2 separate regions of the Mus musculus genome follow, and region 2 is linked to region 1. The links are chromatin contacts, called in public promoter capture Hi-C maps. All regions are on one chromosome and are shown on one strand. Each heading gives the region's core, a stretch centred on a gene start, on an enhancer-like site or on the middle of the called end of the contact. The rest is flanking DNA. Distances are from core to core; before and after follow the strand shown.

Evidence for each region. Promoter capture Hi-C pulls out the DNA fragments that hold promoters and counts their contacts.
Region 2: a contact with region 1 is called in a promoter capture Hi-C map of liver, with 2.1 times the contacts expected there. The contact joins the promoter of Cfhr3 here to the promoter of F13b in region 1. A contact is called at or near these places in 2 of 39 promoter capture datasets (both in liver), 1 of 115 datasets of contacts at active chromatin or transcription factors (embryonic stem cells) and 1 of 9 other capture datasets (adipose tissue).

What each region holds. Positions count from the first base shown.
Region 1 is chr1:139,500,193-139,503,804 of GRCm38.p6, forward strand. F13b (coagulation factor XIII, beta subunit) reads left to right here and starts at 1,515. Exons shown (of 12, transcript NM_031164.2): 1 at 1,515-1,620; 2 at 3,569-3,612. The coding sequence starts at 1,554.
Region 2 is chr1:139,659,339-139,662,842 of GRCm38.p6, forward strand. Cfhr3 (complement factor H-related 3) reads right to left here and starts at 1,668. Exons shown (of 7, transcript NM_001374101.1): 1 at 1,504-1,668. The coding sequence starts at 1,561.

The DNA of each region.
Region 1 (3,612 bases), core at 265-2,764:
GCTGAGAATCAGTCATAGCGAAGACACAAAGAACTAAAATACCTGTCAAGACTGAATCAGAAAAAAACAAAACAAAACAAAAATTAGACAAATTAGAACAGACTTAAACTGAACAAGAAATTAAGAACAGAAAATCTAAAGACCTTTTCTAGATGGCGGTTTCTCCCAAATATTTTGAGATCAACTAGAACCACCTTGCTTTCATTGTGTCCAGAAAGAAGCAAAGAAGTTTCCAGACTCCTTCAGTAAAGCCAGCATCACAGGATACCAAAGCCGGACAAGGCTATTCCTGATGAACAGACACCAGCACAAACAGGAAATTAGTAAACGCAGGAGAGCACTGAATGGAGTGTATACCACCAACTAGGACTTGCTCTTGAGATACAAAGATATGTTAAATAAGGAACCTAATCAATATACCACAGCAAAGACCAGAAGGTTGGGGCAGCAGTTTAATACTGGGCACTGCTATGCTTTGAATATATATTCCGAATAATCACATGTAGGACCCAAAGTTCTGTAACACAATAGTTTTCAGAGGTGAAGCCTAGGTGAAAAGAGTTGAGAGCTTTTGGTGCAGCTTCTAAGAACTTGACATTTGTCACTGGGCTGGGACAAGAAGTAGGCTCAGATAAGAATATTAGAAACACGGACCGTGGGGCTTTACTTAATTATTATCTTGTGTGATCTCTTTGCTTACTACTTTGCTTGACTGCTTTCTTGTGTGATCTCCTTGTTTACTACTTTGCTTGATTACTTTGTCTTTGATCTAAGAACCGACCATGTTTTTTGAATGTTGCTAGAAAGGTATAAAAGCAGGCTGGAGAAAAATAAACCTGCCTCAGCCTCAGTACAGGTTGGAGTCGCGCTATAATTTTGTCTAGCTGTTTTTCTTTTTCAATCCTCTCTCCCTCACTTGAGACCTTGAAGACTGACTGAGTTGGCTAGGTCAGGAAAGTGTTTAGGCTGTGGAGACAGGGTCTTTATAACTTGTCCATAGTGGTCATTCAAAACTTTCTCATAAGTGAGTAATACTGTAATACCCAAATACAGCACATATTGTGCCTTACTGCTTTTATAATTTGCTGTCATACTTTAAGAGAAGATCATTTATAATTTGGGAGACTACAGGCCAAACAATGTATTTTCATATCAAGTGTCCACTGCCTCATGCTCTCTAAGTTCATCTTTGCTCAGTTCAAAGCTTGTAAACAGCAGCGAGCAGGTAGACTTTGCCCTAGGAATAAATAGTTGTGACTCTGACTTGAAATATACCCTTCCGTATTTGGCCTGTATTCATTATTTATGCTGCTGTCATTTTTTTGCCTATGTTGCCTCATATGTTCTTATTAAACTCAGAAAATTATTGTCAGCTAATACTGGCACAATATTTTCAATTATTTGAGACTAGTTTAAGTAAAATGTTACCTCGTTCCAAAGGTACTTAGACAGACATTGTAATTATTAACTTGTTTTGTCAAGAGAAGTATTGAGTATTTAGTAATGAGATCCTGGGTGCTTTAGAGCTGTAAAAATCTTCATGAGACACACTGATGATGACGCTGAGACACTTGCCATTTATTCTTTTATTAATCCTCTCAGGAGAACTCTATGCAGAAGGTAAAATTCTTTTATTACTCTTTATTCTCTAAAATACATATAGAGAAGAGAGAGTCTAAGTGTCATCTAAGTATCATAGTTCTTGAATTTTGACCTAATATTTCACTTTCACATGCCAGTTTTGTAATGCATGCTTTACATAAAAGTAACTTGTTTAAACATCTTGATAATGTTTCTTTGGAATCCTTTATTTCTCTAGATTTGGGAGCACGGGGAGCCAGGGTCTAACTACTTTAAAGTGTTTTCTGGTTTATTAGTTATTCGCCAAATTAATGCTGATAATGCTGGTAATCTGGTCAATTTGAAAGTCACATATTTGCCTTAATTATAATTTTAGGCAAGGATCTATGCATAATAGTAACACTTGCATAAGTTTAGTTCTCTCCTCTTTTTAAGAGGAGAGAATATAATGTGGGAAATTTGAAAAAGAACAAAATCACTAGCAAGGTTTCTCCTCATGATTCTATTTTCTTTGGAGTTATTACATAGGGATTATTTTGATGCCAATATTGTTGATTATAGAAACAGGGATATTGGGAGACAGTGAGAGATATGAGTCTGTCAAAATAATGCTATAAATCAAATTGTCCAGAGATATCAACACTACAGATTTGATGTATCAGCCAGGACAGTGAGCCCATTGGTTGGTGTTGTCTCTTCTTTCCAGAGCAGTGGCCCTTGTGGCCATCACTGTCCTCCATAGCAGCTACTTTGGGTCTTACCATGGTAAACGTGTGATTATGCATGGGAAATACTAGAATGTTTGGGAACTTGACTGTGTGTGTTTCACTAGATGCTGACAATGGTGTGGTGACTATAATTTTGTCTTGTTTTTCTCAGCTCTGGCTGACATTATCATTATTTTCTTTCTAAGGCAGCAGAACATGGAGGTAACCATTCTGACTTCATTACCATGGGACACTTTGCCTCCTCAAACAAGTCACATGGCTTATATGCAACTAGGTTCTTTCATTCATTATTACCCTTTTGAAAATGATTTGAAATTATAGGCGTCTATCAAGCCCACTCTATTGGAAGATTGTCTAAACTAGTGGTTCACAACCTGTGAGCTATGACCCCTTTGGAGTCATGTATCGGATGTCCTGTATATCAAATATTTACATTATGATTCACGACAGTAGCAAAACTATACTTAGGAAGTAACAAAATAATTTTATGGTAAAGGGATCATAACAACATTAACTGTATGTATGAAAGGGTCACAGTATTAGGAAGGTTGTGAACCACTAGTCTAAACTAGTGGAGGTGTGTAAGCTATATGCAAAATTTTAATCGCTGAATGTAAAAGATTTGATCATCCATGGGTTTTGGCATCTATGGGGAGCCTTGGAGTCAACTCCCTGCCAATACAGAGTATCAACTGCATGGTTACTGAGCACTGAAACAGTTGATCCAAGCAGAGCTGATCTGTGAATGGAAGGCCTGCTGGATTTAAAAAGTGTGAACAAAGAATATAGAACACTTTAACATATTAGATTAAATAAACCCTATTATTAAAGCAAAGTAAGCATTCATTTTTATTTTTACTCTTACCAGTGTAACTTTCAGAAGTGTTAAAATTGCATGTGGGATGACATGGTGTATCTATGAGAGTGTTCTACAAAGCAAGGACAAGCTTCCAAGAAGTCACCGGTCAGTTACTCTGAGTAACACAGCTGTTCCGAATTGCCAGTTTATATAAAGAGCAGTGGGCATTATATTAGATATTTAGACTGAGACAGTATCACTTCTAAACTTAGGTTATGAAAGTAAGTGCAAACTGAAAGATCTGCCGAAACAAAAAACAAAAACAAACAAAACCAAAAACCAAAACCAAAACAAAAAAAGCAACAAAACCCCCTCAACCTTTTAGAAATGTTGTTTCCTCATGAGTTTTATGGGTTTTTGAATGTTTTTCTGTTTTCAGCTTGAGTTTTCCTCATTTCAGAGAAACAGTGTGATTTTCCTACCGTGGAAAATGGAAGGATTGCC
Region 2 (3,504 bases), core at 418-2,917, 160 kb after region 1:
GTCTGAGTTCTCCATCTGGACTCTCAGGAAGAGTAGAAAAAAACAACTGAAATATCAGACAGCCAATTTATCTACAGGAGGTGAGGGTGAGAAACACAACTGGAAACTTCAGCTTATTGTTTCAACTTTTCTAGTCAGTTCCTGCTGGAAATTGAGAGCACCTGGTTTGATTATGTGATCTCTACTGTTACTCTCTGTTCTATTACTTAGAAGTATCATGCAAGAAGACTTTCAGAAGGGGAAGCCCAGATAGCTGCGATAAGTTATGCCACAAGGTAGCTACCTTAGAAGATCAGTGTTGGACTTCGTAATTCCTGAAATAATGTTCTCTGTTTGTCTGTCTATCATTGTTCAGTCTGTCTGTGTCACCTATTTATCTAATCTCTTTCTCATTACGTGTTCTTTTGCTTTTCTTACTGTATAGTTTGTAAACTCACTCATTCAAAAGGAAAAGTGTGACTACTATTCTCCACACTGTACAGAGTATCAGTCATACAGTATTTACAAATCATATTGAATGGACGAAGAAGAATGTTATTTAGGTGTAGATATATATGTATATAGATATAGAAATATGTGTGCAATAATAATTTGGGAAAAAAGAAAACCTGAATCAGAGAAGAAGGAGGGGACTATGGAACAGTTGTGAAGAAAAAAGAAGAGCAATATAATTATGTGAAAATATCAAAATTATAAAAGTATAAAATAAATGAAAGCCAATTTTTTTTTTGTCATTTCACAGGTGGACTTTTCTCTCATTGAATGAATGCTTGCCTGTGACAACAATTCAAAGTGAATTCAAATTTATAGCATAAAAATGAGCTTAAATCTCTGAAATGATACAAAATGAGAAAGGGTGGATCTTAAAATAAATGTAATATGGGGACTGAGGAATTCCATAAATCACCCCTCATTTTGTGGAAACATTAGCAAACAACAAACAGGGAAATAAATACTGTTGCAAAATAGCATAATTCTTTCTTATCTCATTAAAGACATGTCCATTATCTGCAATATAATTCGTTTGAAATAGGAAAAGTTACTCATTTTAAAGACTATGAAATTAAAATATATCCAATTTGTGGAGATGAAATCAATCCCACATCGACCTAGATATATTTAGACTCTGTCAGGTACTTTTTCTTTAGGTGAAATTTCATTTTGAAATTTAATCTTCTTATATATACTATTTACACATTTACAAGATGAATTTCTTTTTTCTCTCCAAATTATAATTTAGAGGCTATTCACATTTTTCAAATTAGAGAACTGAGAAAATCCCTTTAGTCAATTTTTCTCTCTTATTGCTTATCAGAGACTATTTCCAAAATTTAATTTATTTTTACTATCAATATGTTTTGTTTTTACCTAAAATATTTCATAATTTAGTTTTTATTAATACTGTTTTATCAAAGTTAAAATAAATTTAAAATATTCTCATAGACATACAGGAGTTAAAATATTTGGCTAGAAATTTCATGTTTCAAATCTGCTTCCACTTACCTTCCCCTTTAGCAGTAGAAAGCCATGCAGTTAGAAAGATAATGGATAAGAGCAACATGCTGCAGAACCCCATGTTCTAAAGCTTAAAGCTCCAGATGTGGTGGTCCTTCTGGGAACCCCGTCATTAAAAATGCTGTGTATGACATTGAACTTCAGTGTATTACTGGCATCCAGTTTGGTAAACATCAAAGTTCAAAAGGGAGGGGCAAAATAAACAATATTCAATCAACTATTTCACAATATTAAGTTAATTATTTTACACTTATGAAGCAATGTAACATCATTCATTTTTTAGTGCCATTTTTTTTGGTCAGTCAAATTGTTATGCAGAAAGGAATATGAGAGAATAAGTTACTCTTGTCTTATAGGCACAATAGCTGGTTAGGATGGTTGGTGATTTTTTTTTTTTTTTCTTTGTAAGCTTACATAGCTACTTCTAATAAAATGAATGGTATATGTCAGGTAGGAAATTTCAGAACAGATTCAGCTTAGGATCATTTGGACCCTGTGATATGGAATTGTAGCCTTCCCCAGCCGTGAAGGAGGCTGATTCAGACCTCGCTGCCACTGAGTATGAGACCACCTGGGGTGGAACCTTCAGACTTAGATGGCTCTATTGTTCTGTCACCTGCTACTGCTCTTCTCCAAGACACTGCTACCTACTGAGAGGCCCTTGAGATATTCTGGAGACAGCAACCAACAGGCTGGCAACAGATGACATCAAGACTGGATTGGCAGGGAATGGTCCTCCCTCCTTTATAAACACAGACTCTTAGTAAACTTTGGGGCCTTGAACAGAAAAATGTCTTGGCCTTCATTATTTCTCTCGTCGTTTTCTTCTATACAGCTCCGGCCTCCCATTCAGGAACCCAGTTAGTGTGGCTGCAGGCGGCTACATCGAATACACAATTTAGAATTATCTACCTCTTGGGGACAACAAAGTGCCATAGAAACAGTCATCAGTATCTTGACTTCTATTAGACAACCTTGACCAACAACTCAGAAGAGTGCTTCTCTTGTCTAATATTGTTGTTTGATAGATGGTTTTGGTTGTAGATATGGGCCTTCACATATAGAACTGCATGTGTGTGCGTGTACACACACACACACACACACACACATTATTCTGATTGAGGAGTTAATAATATGATTCCTTATGACATTCCCATGCACTATTTCAATATTCTTTCTCTCGTGTTTTTCTCCTTCTACTTCCCTAAGTATGTCACCCTCTCCTTTTTTTTTTTTTCCTATTCCTTCTGCTAAATAATTTGTACTCTATTCTCCTTTCTGTTGTTCATCCACCCTACTACTCTGGTAATGGTATATAGTTACCTTTCTGGTTTCTGCAGTTGCTTTGGTGTATAACCTTGCATGTGAAGATTTGAAGCTAGACCTCTCTAATAAGGAAGATTATGTGAAGTTTGTCTTCATGGGTTTGGGTTACCATACTCCGTACAATCTTTTCTGGTTCGTCCATTTTCCTTAAAAGTTTATGATTTCACTTTTCTTTATAGTTGAATGGTATTCCATATTGTATATGCCAGGAATGTTTATGATCTGCTCATCATTTGAAGAACATTTAGGTGGCTTTCATTCACCATCTATTGTGGAAAGAGCAGCGATGAACATAGATGAGCAAGTATATGTGGGTCAAGATGTCAACTGATTTGGCATTTATCAAGGCATGGTACTGCTACGACATGAGGTAGATTTATTTTAGACATATTGAGGATTCTCTGTATTGATTTCCATTATGCCTGCACCAGTTTTCAATATAATAGAAGTTTCATGAGGTTTCCATTTCCACCAGCATTTGTTGTCAGGGTTTTGCTGTAATTTTGGTATTGGTGGTAGTTGTTAATCTTCACAATGCTGACAGAAACATGTGAAAACTAAAGAGTTGTTTTGATTTACATTTTCCTAACTACTAGAGTTCAAGATCCTTGTTTGAAAAATTTATTAGCCATTTTTCATCTTCTTTTATCTCTTTTCTTTTTA